2 separate regions of the Mus musculus genome follow, and region 2 is linked to region 1. A link is a contact called in public promoter capture Hi-C data. All regions are on one chromosome and are shown on one strand. Each heading gives the region's core, a stretch centred on a gene start, on an enhancer-like site or on the middle of the called end of the contact. The rest is flanking DNA. Distances are from core to core; before and after follow the strand shown.

Region 1 (5,905 bases), core at 1,081-3,580:
CCTCCTCCTCCTCTTCGTTTTTGGATGCTGAAGACAAACATCTTTATTAAAGATACTACCAAAATTTTGGCAAACAACTCTTCTTGTGTGAACAGTCTTCCTTTTTAGGCTTTTCGCTAGCTCACCCACCCCTCAGACCCGATTCTGCTTCTAGTGACAGAAATCTGTCAGAGAATCCCCCCATAAATTCTTAGGTTCTTTCCTCTCCCATTGCGTCTGCTGAACACCCGCTCTGATAGTAAGAATTTCCATTTCTTGGGCCATCTGGTAAAAGCCTTGCTGGTGTTTGGAGTTTGGGGGACGGTTCATTCCTGGGGAAGTGACAGCTCTGTTCTGAGCCAACAAGAGTGGAGAAGCTAGCTTCCTCACACACACACACACACACACACACACACACACACACACACACAATTTCTAAAGGAAGGTTGTGTCCGTGTTTTAGGAACGGGCAATGGAGTGTCTGCCAGGCTGGTATGCAGTCTCCTTGTGAGCATTCGTGATGCTCCTCTAGGGAACTGGGACTGTCTGGCAAGGCCAAAGTGTGAGGTGTAGAACTTTGCCATCCTCAAGCTCCTAAATGGCTTTTGCTGAAGCCTGGCTTACTGTGGGTAGTTTCAGGGATCATGCATTTGAGACAAACCTGAGCTATAGAGCAAGACCCTCTCTCAAATCCTTACCCTGCAAACACACACACACACACACACACACACACACACACACACACACACGCACACACAAACAAAAAACAAACAAACAAAACAAAGCAAAATACTCACAAAGCTGGTATCAGTCAACTCAGAAGTAGTGAAGGAGGCTGATGTTTCTAATCAGGGAAAGACAAGTTTCCAAACAGAGAAGTTTGCAACAGTATGGACTTCCTGGGCAGGGCCAGAGTTTGCCCCACCCAGTGAGTTTCAGGGACTATTTGTTCGAGATTTTGGAAGGCTATTATGCAGGGGCTCTCAACCTTCCTAATGCTGAGACCCCTTAATACAAGCTGTGGTGACCCCCAACCATACAATTGTTTTCATTGCTGTTTCATAACTGTAATGTTGGCACTGCAATGAATCGTAAGTAAACATCTGATATTTCTGATGCTCTTCAGCAGCCCTGTGAAAGGGTCATTAGTCCCACAAAGGGGTCACAACCCACAGATTGAGAACGCTGCCGTAATGGTTCCATGTGATTACCTGAGTTAAACTAATCAATTAAGTTTATAGCATAGGGTCATTTGATTTGGAGACCTCGTGTGTTTGACATGTCAGGTGGGGAAAAGTTCTCTGATTAGATCCAGTGTGTTGACTTTTCAGGTATTATACAGACTCCTATATTTAGGGAGGAATTCAGACCTAACAAGGCCCCAGCCTTCAGATCCATGATAAATAGGATACTGTGAGTGACTTACTGTGACAAAATAGGCAAGGGTCCCCAGGCTCTGCCCACGTGCCATGTCTGCTATAGCTCAACTGACAATGCTAAACCCTAACATCCATTACAGTTACTGGGAGAGAGGGAGAAAGCTACTGGGAGCTAGACATTTGGTTCTCACACCAAACATCTAATATTTTGGCAGCTGAACTTACTTGTAACATTATCACAAACTGCTAAATTTCTATATGGGAAAAAAAAAAAGAGCTTCTACAGTTTAACAAGAGAAAGTCAGACTCAAGACAGGATGCGGGGAGGTGGGGCGGAGAGGGCTGTGTGACGAATACGTGGCGTAAGAATACAAACGTATTAATCATGTGGCAGGATACTCAGATTCATAAGAGAAATTTGTTTTGAAATAACAGTGGAAACCACCTACCAGATGTGGCTTAGACTTTGAAAAGCAAATCAGAAAAAAAAAAAATGTCGCCCAGGATATGGAGAAATCCGTTATTGGTTGCCTTTGATGGGAATGTGAAGTTCTGGTGGACAGTGGTTCCTCAGAGGGTTTAAAATAGAATCTCCATATGACCTACTCTTCCACTTCTTGGTTTGTATCTAAAAGAAGTGAAAGCAGAAAACTGGGGAGAAATTCGTACACCTCATGTTCACAGCAGCAGTCTTCACGGCACTAAAAAGATGTACATAATTCAAGCAGCCCTCTGCAGATGGGCACAGACGCTGAACCCGGTGTGAGCATCTTCAGAAGAGCAGGGATCCCAGCAGGTCCTACAATGAGGATGGGCCCCTAAGGCAGCGCTAAGTGAAGCAAACCCACCACAGAAAGCTAAATACTGTAAGATTCCACTTCCATCTAAAGAACTCAGGTCCATGGAGACAGAAGGTGGTTTCTGAGACCGGGGTGGGGAGTGGGGGGCAGGAAGGAAAAATGAGGAACGATCGCTGTTGACTGAGTCCAGAGTTTCCATCTTGCAATGTGAGAAGACTTGGGGATACTGTGATGTTGATGGTTGCACAATGCAAATCTTTCATGTGCTGCTGCATGTTTGGAAATGATCAGTCTAGTAAACATTGTATGTATTTTACCATATTTAAAAAAACTACGATGAGAGGGTTGAGGAATTCAGTCAGTGGGGCACTTGCCTGGCTAGCGCAAGGCCCTGGGCTCAATTCCAAGCACTGTCAAAAATGTATAATGAAGCGTCATTTTAATCTTTAAATGGTACAGATCAAAAATTCACAAATTTGAAAACATTCCCCCCCCAAAACATGTGAAAGTAAGTAGTCTCCTGTCGGTGGAAGTTTTAACGTATAATTGTGGAGGAAAATCTTTCTGTATCTGTGAAAACTAAAATTCCATTACTCGTCAGCTCTTGGTCAAGAGATTCTCCTTCTGAGAAGTGGCCAGCTCCTGCAGGTATGAGGCAGAATATAATTTGGGTTTTTCTTTACAACAGAAAATTAGGAGCAACTAATCAGGCTATTTGCATCAAGTAGATTACAGCAGAATAGTATGCAACTGCTAATATGATAGTGCTAATTATTATGGATATAAAATAATCCCTAAGCTGGTAGCATCTATGTAAAAGTATGTATTGAATGCTTCTATTTGTGTTTTAAAATCAAACGCTAATACATGTGGATCTGAGTTATTACTTTGTTGTATTTTGTCTAAAATAAGTGAAGGCAAGAAACTGAAATAGGTAACTGGTCATTCCAGGCACACTTTGGAAGAAAGTTAGATGGCCAGGGACCAGAGTCCATAGGGATCCTGGCTTTCAACTATTTGTCACTCTGATAGCTAATAATGGCTGCCAACTTGAATCACCAATCTAGAATTCTGGGATGTTGTAAGTGACTGGGTTATTTCAAGCCATCTTCAATGCAGCCTGCATCATTGCGTGGGTTGGGGTCTCAGGCTGAATAAAAATGGGAAGGCAAGATGAGTACCAGCATCTTCCTCTGCTTTCTGAACTGAGGGTACAATGAGGCTGGGTGCCTCCCACCCCTGCCCCCACCCCATGATGTCCCTGAAATTATGGGCTGCACCCAAACCTGTAAGCCAAAACAAGCCTTCCCTCCCTTCCTTATGTTGTTTTATCAGATATTTTGTTGCAACAACAGAAGAATTAACTGATACCTCACCATTACTTTAAACAATCAAACAATCAAACAAACAAACAAACAAAAAACCAAGGTCTTACTATGTACCCTTGTTGGCTTAAAGCTCACTAGCCTGGCCTAGGATTCACTGAGATAGATGAACATTTACCTCTGCCTCCCAAGTGCTGGGATTAAAATGCATCTGCTACCATGTCCAAGACTCAGCTTTACTTTAGCATTTTCATGTTATGTTCAGATATAATCTCTAAAAATTCTTAATTAAAAAAAATTACCGTCTCGAAGGATTAAAGCACACACACAAATACACACACACACACACACACACACACACACACACACACTGTTTTAGCCCACTGCCCTGTGCCAAGCACTATAAGAAAAGAAGGAAGTATACAGACACGACCTGAAGGATGGAGAATGGCTGTAGACAGTCCACCCTCCAAGGGAGAAATTTCTGCTATTGAATGAATAATACTTGTGTGTCTTCCCAAAGCACCACTTTCCTTTTATATACAAAGCTGAGTAGTAATCCACCTGCTAGGTTTCCCCTTTTATATTAGCCATTAAAACGCTGCAAGCCAAATTTGAGTGTCACCTAATACTAGGTGGTTCATTCCTAGGGTAAGCAGTTAGCGTCGGCCTTGTATTGGGATCTGCTCCAAACTTTGGTAATCGATTTGTTTCCCCACCAGTCTAATGTTGGTCTTTATCCTGTGCTTCTAGTAAGCTCTAACATCTTTTTGGTCTATATCGAGCGGTTGAGTCGAGAAGCAGAGAGAAAGCGAGAGGAAGAAGAAACTAGACATTATAAAGTCTTGCCTGACGTTTTTTCTTTAGCATGCCTTACAGATGAAGTGAGTATGTCAGGTAGTTAGACATAGGCTTCATTTCAACTTATGGCCAGATGCTCTGTGCACGAGGCCCAGGAAAGTGTTTGGCACGCTCTCCCGGTGACTTTCCATGCACGCGAAACTTTGAAAACCACGGGAAAATCAAAGGAAGTTCGATTTTACTCAAGGGTCTCGGTATTCTCTCATATTCCCTGCATTGGTTGAGACAAAAGTAATGCCTTGCTCTACCATAGAATGTCCCACAGCTTTGTCATCTAACATCAAGTACTTCTGGCTAATGTCACAGTCTCGATCAGCATGGGAAGGGTGTGGAGGGGTGGAGAACGCTGTTTTATACTACTTCAGTCTGGAAACTTAAGTCTCTGCCTTTATGAGACGTGGGCATCGTATTAGCCCTTGCACTTTTTCTTGAGATTTCCTGAGTCTGGGAAGGAAAAGGAGAGAGGAGTGGGGAGGGAGAAGAGGGAAGGGAGGAGGAAGGAGGTAGGGGGAGAGAGGAAGGAAGAGGGAGGAGGAAGGAGACCGCTGTTACCATGTTTAGAAGCAGCAGACATATTTTCTGCCCCCAGTATCATGGCCTGCCTCACTGCAAAGGAGGCTGGGAAATATGGCCTGTGTATGGAGCTAGGTGGGGAGAAATGACTTCAGTGAATGTGGGAACCTACACGAATTTTAAATACTCTTTCTAGTTCATGTTTCAGTGAACAATTGTTTTCAGTCTCACTTTCTAACTAAGTTTTATCTTGTCTTTTTAAACTCCAGCACCATGGGCTTGGCAATCCTTATCTTTGTGACAGTCTTGCTGATCTCAGGTAAGAACCCTTTTCTGTGTAAAGTCCTGGAGTCCTTCTGCTGTCATTCAGTGAGTCAGAGCACTGAAAGCCCAGGCCTGAGAGTTGTTGGTATGGTTTGCTCACGTTTGACTTGAGTTGCCGAAGACTCCATAGCAAATAGCTTTCCTAGAGAGTACGGAAGGATCAGGACCATGGCCAGCTGTCTGGGCATCTTCCTCCTCTACAACCAAACCCCCAGGACCTCAACACACAGCACAAGGTGGAGTGTCCTGTCCAGGACTCTTAGAGGGGTAAAGAGAGCCATGACAGTAAAGCCTCTAACTTGACTCCACACACACACACACACACACACACACACACACACACACACACACACACACATCTGGTCTTTTCAGTCCCCATTTTCAGTATTCTCAAGCCCTTAGAAAATTGCTGACAGCTTTCAAAGGCTTCTTCTTGTAATACTGGCTCACCACCACATCCTTCTTCCTTAGCCTGTGCCCTAACTCATACTGGTCATGCTTTGTGACTCTGGACCTCCAGTTAATCATGCCAGCCACTGTACCAAGCTAAAGTTAACTAAGCTAATGCTTCAGGGCTCCCCCTCACACAGGCTCCCCCTTTCTAACCCCTAAGGACCCCAGGAGGACCTCAGCACTATATCACATATCTTACAACTTGGTAAGATTTGGATAAGATAGCCACAATTAATTACGATTGCCTCCCCCCCACCCCCGACATCACTGT
Region 2 (5,957 bases), core at 2,221-4,720, 34 kb before region 1:
ACCAAATCTACCACTAACATCCTTTCTAACATCCATTCTAACTTCCAGTCTCTTCTATACTTCTAGAACCATACAAAGTGGATCAAAAATTGAAAGCTTTAAGGTAAAGAAACTGGAGCAGAACAGAAACAAAACTGAAACTGCTAAGTCTTAAAGCTGTGGGTGGGGGAATAGCTATTGTAAATTTAATCCAGAAGGCTATGAAAATGTTAGAAGTGAACTATCTATACTATTTTAATGAAGCTTAAAACATATCACTGTTAGCTTGAATAAAGCAGCAATAGCTTGTTTTCTTAAAATTAATAATGGGAAAACTGTCATCTCAACTTTGATAATTTCATCTAGATTTGACCTATTTTTAAAAAGATATGAAGATGGTGAAATACATTTCAAATAGATTAAGGAACCATATTATTATTTATTTATCTATAATTGTATATATGTTAAGTCTATGTATATACACATACACACACACACACACACACACACACACACACGCATAATTGAAGTTATTCTACCTACATTGACAGTAATCCCCACAAGAACCATAAACTACCTAGCAAAATTCCCAATGTCAGGCACGAGAAACCCATTACTAGTTGCTCAAAGCAGTCTAAGAAACCCCCCAAACAATACAGGTTGTTGCTCTTGCTCTGGGTTTCCTCTCAGAGGTTACAGATAAAGTCCCTATTGCTGAAAACAAGCTCTTCAGGCACAAGAGTTGGAAGAACCTAACTGGGTCTGACCTGAGAGCCTGCTTTCTGAGGACTAGTGTTCATGGTAACAGGGATGCTGTGCATGCTTCCAAGGAGGAAAGCAGTTAATACCCTTACTGAGCTGTAATGCCTAAGAGTCACAACAATGACCACATAGCCAACTGACCAACTGACCTAGTTAAGGATCTACTTCCTAGAGTTCTCAGTAGAGGAATCTCTAATGGCTGAGAAACACTTAAAGAAATGTTCAATATCCTTAACCATCAGGTAACTGCTACTCAGAACAACTTAGAGATTCCAACTTTACACCTGTCCAGATGGCTAAGATCAATAACACAAGTAACAACTTATGCTGGCAAGGATGTGGAGCAAGGGGACCTCCTCTCCGTTGCTAGTGGGAGTGCAAACTTGTACAGCCACTATGGAAATCAATATGGTGGTTTCTCAGAAAATTGGGAATCAATCTACTTCAAGACCCAGCTCTACCATCCTTGGGCGTATACCTCATATACCTCGAAGATGCTCCAACTATGTTCATAGTGGCTTTATTCCTAATATCCACAAACTGCAAATAGCCTAGATGTCCCTCAACTGAAGAATGGACAAAGAAAAGTGGTACATTTACAAAATGGAGTATTACTCAGCTGTTAGCAAAAAATGATATTATAAAATTTGCAGATAAATGAATGGAACTAGAAAAAAAATTCCTGAGCGAGGCAAGACCCAGAAAGACAAACACGGTATATAGTTACTTGTAAGTGTATATTAGCTGTTAAGTAAAGGATATTCACACTATGAGCCATAGACCCAGAGAGGCTAAGTGACAAGGAGGGCTCTGGGGCATACACGGGTTTCCCTAGGAAGAGGAAATAGAATAGATGTTGCTGGTGGACTGGCTGTAGGTAGGCATGGGAACAGGAGGGATTGGGTGGAGGAGGGAGAGTACAGTGAGAGATGACATGGGAACAGAGGGGCATTTAGGTGGCCATATGGAAACCTAGTGCAGCGAAGAATTCCCAGAACTTATGAGGGTGACCTGAGCAAGGATTCTCAGGAATGGAGGATACGGAACCTGAACCAGCCATCTTCTGTAACCAGGCAAAATTTCCAATGGTGAGACTGGGACACCAACAGAGTCACAGAGCTGTCTATAAACAAACTGCCCTGCCTGCAAGATGTGCTGGGGGCAGGGGGGGGGGCAGTGAAGGCTCAGAGCCTGTGAAAGTGGCCAACCAATGACTGGTCTAACTTGAGGCCCAAGCTAGGAGAGGGATCCCATGCCTGGATGGCTGGAAGCTGGAAGCTGGAAGCCGGAAGCTAGATAGCGGCAGAGCCCTAGGATAGAGCCAAACATGACTGACAACAACAAAACAAGTCAACGAAATGATTCCTAATGATTATCGGCTATACTCATAGATTGGTGCCAAGTCCAATCACTGTGAGACATTTCCTCCAGCAGCTGATGGGAGTAGATGCAGAGGCCCACCCCCAAACGTTAGGCAAGAGCTTGGGGAACCCCTTAGAAGAGGGCGATTTTAGAAGCTAGAGGAGTCAAGGATACCAGGAGGACATAGCCCACAGCATCTACTAAACAGGGCTCATGGGGGCTCACAGAGACGTGAAGCAGCAATTCTGGAGCCTGTCTGGGTCTGTGCTAGGTGCTCTACATAAATGCTGTGCTTGTTTAGCTGGGGGTTTTTGTGGGACTCCATAGAGTGGAAGTGCACTTGTCTCTGACTCTTGTCTACTCACGGTACTTTTCCCCTTCTACTGGGTTGTCTTGTCTAGCCTCGAGATGAGGATTTGTGCCTGGTCTTATTGTGTTTTGGTATGCTATGTTCGGTTTAAATCTTGAGATTAAAAAAAACCAAAAAACAAGAAACCAATGCAGTGCCTTGAGTTCGGGCAGGATGTTCAAAAGAAACTAAGACGCCCAAGACAAGCAATGTTGTGAAATCAATAGGTGTACAGGAAAAGGGGGGAAAAAGGCAGAAACCACATATGATGGTTTCCTCGTCTGAATGAAAAGAGATGGCGTTTCGATACTGCCGGTGTTCTGGTGTTCTCCCTTATGTCTGCTGGAGGACACTGCAGGGATGTTATAGACTTCTCCTCAGCAGGGTGGAGCAGCTCTGATGGAGGGGCTCCAGCACTGCCTTGTAGAAGCCTCTTTATTGCTGTACGAGTCACTTTTAGCAAGTCAATTTCCGCATACCTAAACCCCTTATCTGATATAGTTGTCTGAAGGCAACAGTCACCTAAGCACTTCTCAGCCCTATAAGGCTTCCCATTTCGCCAGGTTATGTCTAAGGACTATGGTAGCTCTATCAAGTGGACAAAGTTGGTCAGTTGATTTCACAACATTGCTTGTCTTGGGCTTCTTGGTTTCTTTTGAACATCTTGTTGGAACTCAAGGCACTGAATGTTTTGATTTGTTTTGTTTTTACAGTTGAATTTTTAAAAATTGGTTATTTTCTTTATTTACATTTCAAATGTTATCCCCTGTCCCACCCCCCCTCCCCAAAGAAACTCCCTATCCCATCCCCCTCCCCCTGCTTCTATGCGGGTGTTCCTCCACCTACCCACCCACTCCTGCCTGCCCCCTGAATTGTTTAAAAAACAAACAAAACCCTCAAGACTGAAACCGAACTCGAATAATCTACAAAGCAAAGAAAGGGTTAAAGATATCTTCCTCAAGTCTAAGAAAAGAGGAACAACCCTTAAGAAAAAGTCAACCACCAGGGTACACAGTCATTGCTGAGGAAGAAAGAGGAGCAAGCAGACGCGTAAGAGTGGCTCCTGTAGGCAGCACGGACTTGAACAACCAGACTCCTGTAGACGTGTTCCAGAACTTACGGAAGCACCCACGATGGACCCCAGATGGTAAGTGGTCGCTTCTACTATTTGCAGTATGACTTGTGAATTATGACCTCAGCGGGAGGCTGAGACTGGAGACCACACTCTCATTTCTGTCCTTCGAGCCAGCCGCCCTAGACAGCTCTCGTGTGCAATGTGTCTATTTAATGACCCAAAGTGAGAGCGCAGAAGGGAAGGTGCTATTTATGTGAAAATGGTAACTGGCTCCCACATCAGGAAGCTCTCTCTCTCTCTCTCTCTCTCTCTCTCTCCCTCTCTCCCTCTCTCCCTCTCTCCCTCTCTCCCTCTCTCCCTCTCTCCCTCCCTCCCTTCCTTTCTTCCTTTCCCTTTTTTTTCCTACAATGACTTTTTTTTTCCTTCATGGGGGTAAGACTTATCTGAGGTACCAAAAGAAAGCAGCTGATAGTTTCCCCCCCCAAAGGTGATTGATTTGTGTTTCAGATATTAAATATCTACAGTCGTTGATTTTTAAGTCTGGATTGGGTTTTTAAATATCTGTATAAGTATGAGAAAAGAGAGGTGGCACTTTTTTTTTAAAGTTTGATATAAAAGTGAAGAAGTCAAATAGAGAAGGCAAAAGAAGAAAGGTCAAAGAAAATGCAGAGAAAAGGCACAGACAGCTCTTTCAATGCACAAGTTCCACATCCATGGACTCAGCGGGCCACCTGTGAGCAACTTCCCATTTAAGATAGAAATGCAGCTCGCCTATAGCTGTGCCTATACTGAACAGGCACAGGGCTCTTGTTGTTATTCATTTACATTGTATATGTAATTATGTATGCATTGTATGTAATCTAGGGATAATTTAAAGTACATGCAAATTATGACCTCACTTTATACTGGGAACGTGAGTACCCAAGATTTTGGAATTTGTTCAGATTCTGAGGGGTGACTGTATTCAAGAAAACAACAGCAACAATAACAACAAACTAAGACACAAATAGGCAATGGGAGTAACTCAGTTACCCAGTGTCTGTGGGATGCCTGGCATGTTGTGCACTTCGCTAATATTATTTCATTAATGTCACACTTCACAGTGGTATCCGGACAGGCAGTATCATTGTATTAATTAATAGCTGAGCAAGGCTCCCAGGCTCCTGAGGATGGAAGTGAAATCCTTTTTGTCCTCTTTGCTGTGGCAGGTTCTCAGGGCACAGGATTCCTAGAAGCAGCTATGCCTGCCCTTCTTTTGCTTGGGCGGCTGGAGGCATGGTCGGTTCGAGGCACAGTTGTTTTTCTGCCCTTTGTTATTTATTCCTGCACTTTGGGATTCTCTCTTCTACCCAGTGCCAACTGGTTTCAGAAGCCCCTTTGTTGCTTTTATTTCAAAAGTTTACAGATTAATTTCCAAGTTAAAACAATTTCTTTCCTCTCGAGCATAATTTTAAATTTTCATATAAATAAATGTATATGAAAAAGTGTCATACCTTAGAGTTTCCACGGAGCTGTAGAAGCCATAGTGCTGAATTGTGCTGGCGCTGCTTTGGGTCACAGGCCGCTGTCTAGATGGTGCTTGTTTAAGATATTCTTTGTTTTGATGCCCCAAGCCAGTAACAAGCAATAAATAGCAACAAACAATGTTGAATCTTAGAGATAAAAGTGATGCAAATCATAACAGTAAATTATCATTTTTTAAAAAATGAAAATGTTAATAAATGTTCTTGTTTCAAAAGCAAGCAAGTAGCCGGGCGTGGTGGTGTATGCCTTTAATCCTAACACTTGGGAGGCAGAGGCAGGTGGATTTCTGAGTTCGAGGCCAGCCTGATTTACAAAGTGAGTTCCAAGACAGCCGGGCCTATACAGAGAAACCCTGTCTCGGAAAAAAACAAAAAGACAACAAAAACAAACAAACAAACAAACAAAAAAACCCAACCAACCAACCAAACAAACAAACAAAAGCAAACAAGAATTTCCGATGCTACTAAGGAGAGGGGAATATACGCCTATATTGTCCCTTGATGGTTATGCACCCCTTCTGATCAAAAAAATCTGCTGAAATACATAGCTTTCCTCAAGGATATATGCTGTCTAACAAGACCGGTTTATCTTTTACTACACAATGATAGATGTTAGTAAAGGTTTAATGACATGGATATTTTTCTTGCTATTTTTTTTAATAATGTGGGAAATCTTAGAAACACTTGTTTAAAAATAGATGACTGGTTATCTATGAAACACCCGTAATGGAATATTATGAAATCGTTTTAAAAAGGGAAACTCGGCTAAAGAACAGTCTCTAATGTGCTTAGCTTATGGAAAAAGTGGGAGGCATGGTGCTATCCCTTTTGTAGACAGGATGTGCACGTGCACAAAATTCACCAAATGTGTAAGGGCTTTTACTTTTCACTGTATGCTCTCAGCCTT

The links. Promoter capture Hi-C pulls out the DNA fragments that hold promoters and counts their contacts.
Region 2: a promoter capture Hi-C map of macrophages shows a contact between it and region 1, with 9 read pairs. The contact joins the promoter of Cd86 here to the enhancer-like site in region 1. A contact is called at or near these places in 1 of 39 promoter capture datasets (macrophages), 1 of 15 datasets of contacts at CTCF or cohesin (CD8 T cells), 8 of 484 Hi-C or Micro-C datasets (B cells, Th2 cells, bone marrow-derived macrophages and 4 more), 4 of 115 datasets of contacts at active chromatin or transcription factors (embryonic stem cells and microglia) and 4 of 9 other capture datasets (adipose tissue, liver, macrophages and 1 more).

The regions. Positions count from the first base shown.
Region 1 is chr16:36,628,241-36,634,145 of GRCm38.p6, reverse strand. Cd86 (CD86 antigen) reads left to right here. Exons shown (of 8, transcript NM_019388.3): 2 at 5,127-5,176. Among named protein-coding and RNA genes, the nearest start is that of Cd86, 35 kb to the left of the region's middle. Within about 2 kb of position 2,330, at least 30 of the 459 cell types and tissues checked have an H3K27ac peak or open chromatin away from gene starts, as enhancers often do. A contact at or near this core is called in bone marrow-derived macrophages, macrophages, microglia and 1 more, where this site is marked.
Region 2 is chr16:36,663,590-36,669,546 of GRCm38.p6, reverse strand. It overlaps Cd86 (CD86 antigen), which reads left to right and starts at 3,470. Exons shown (of 8, transcript NM_019388.3): 1 at 3,470-3,599. The coding sequence starts at 3,586.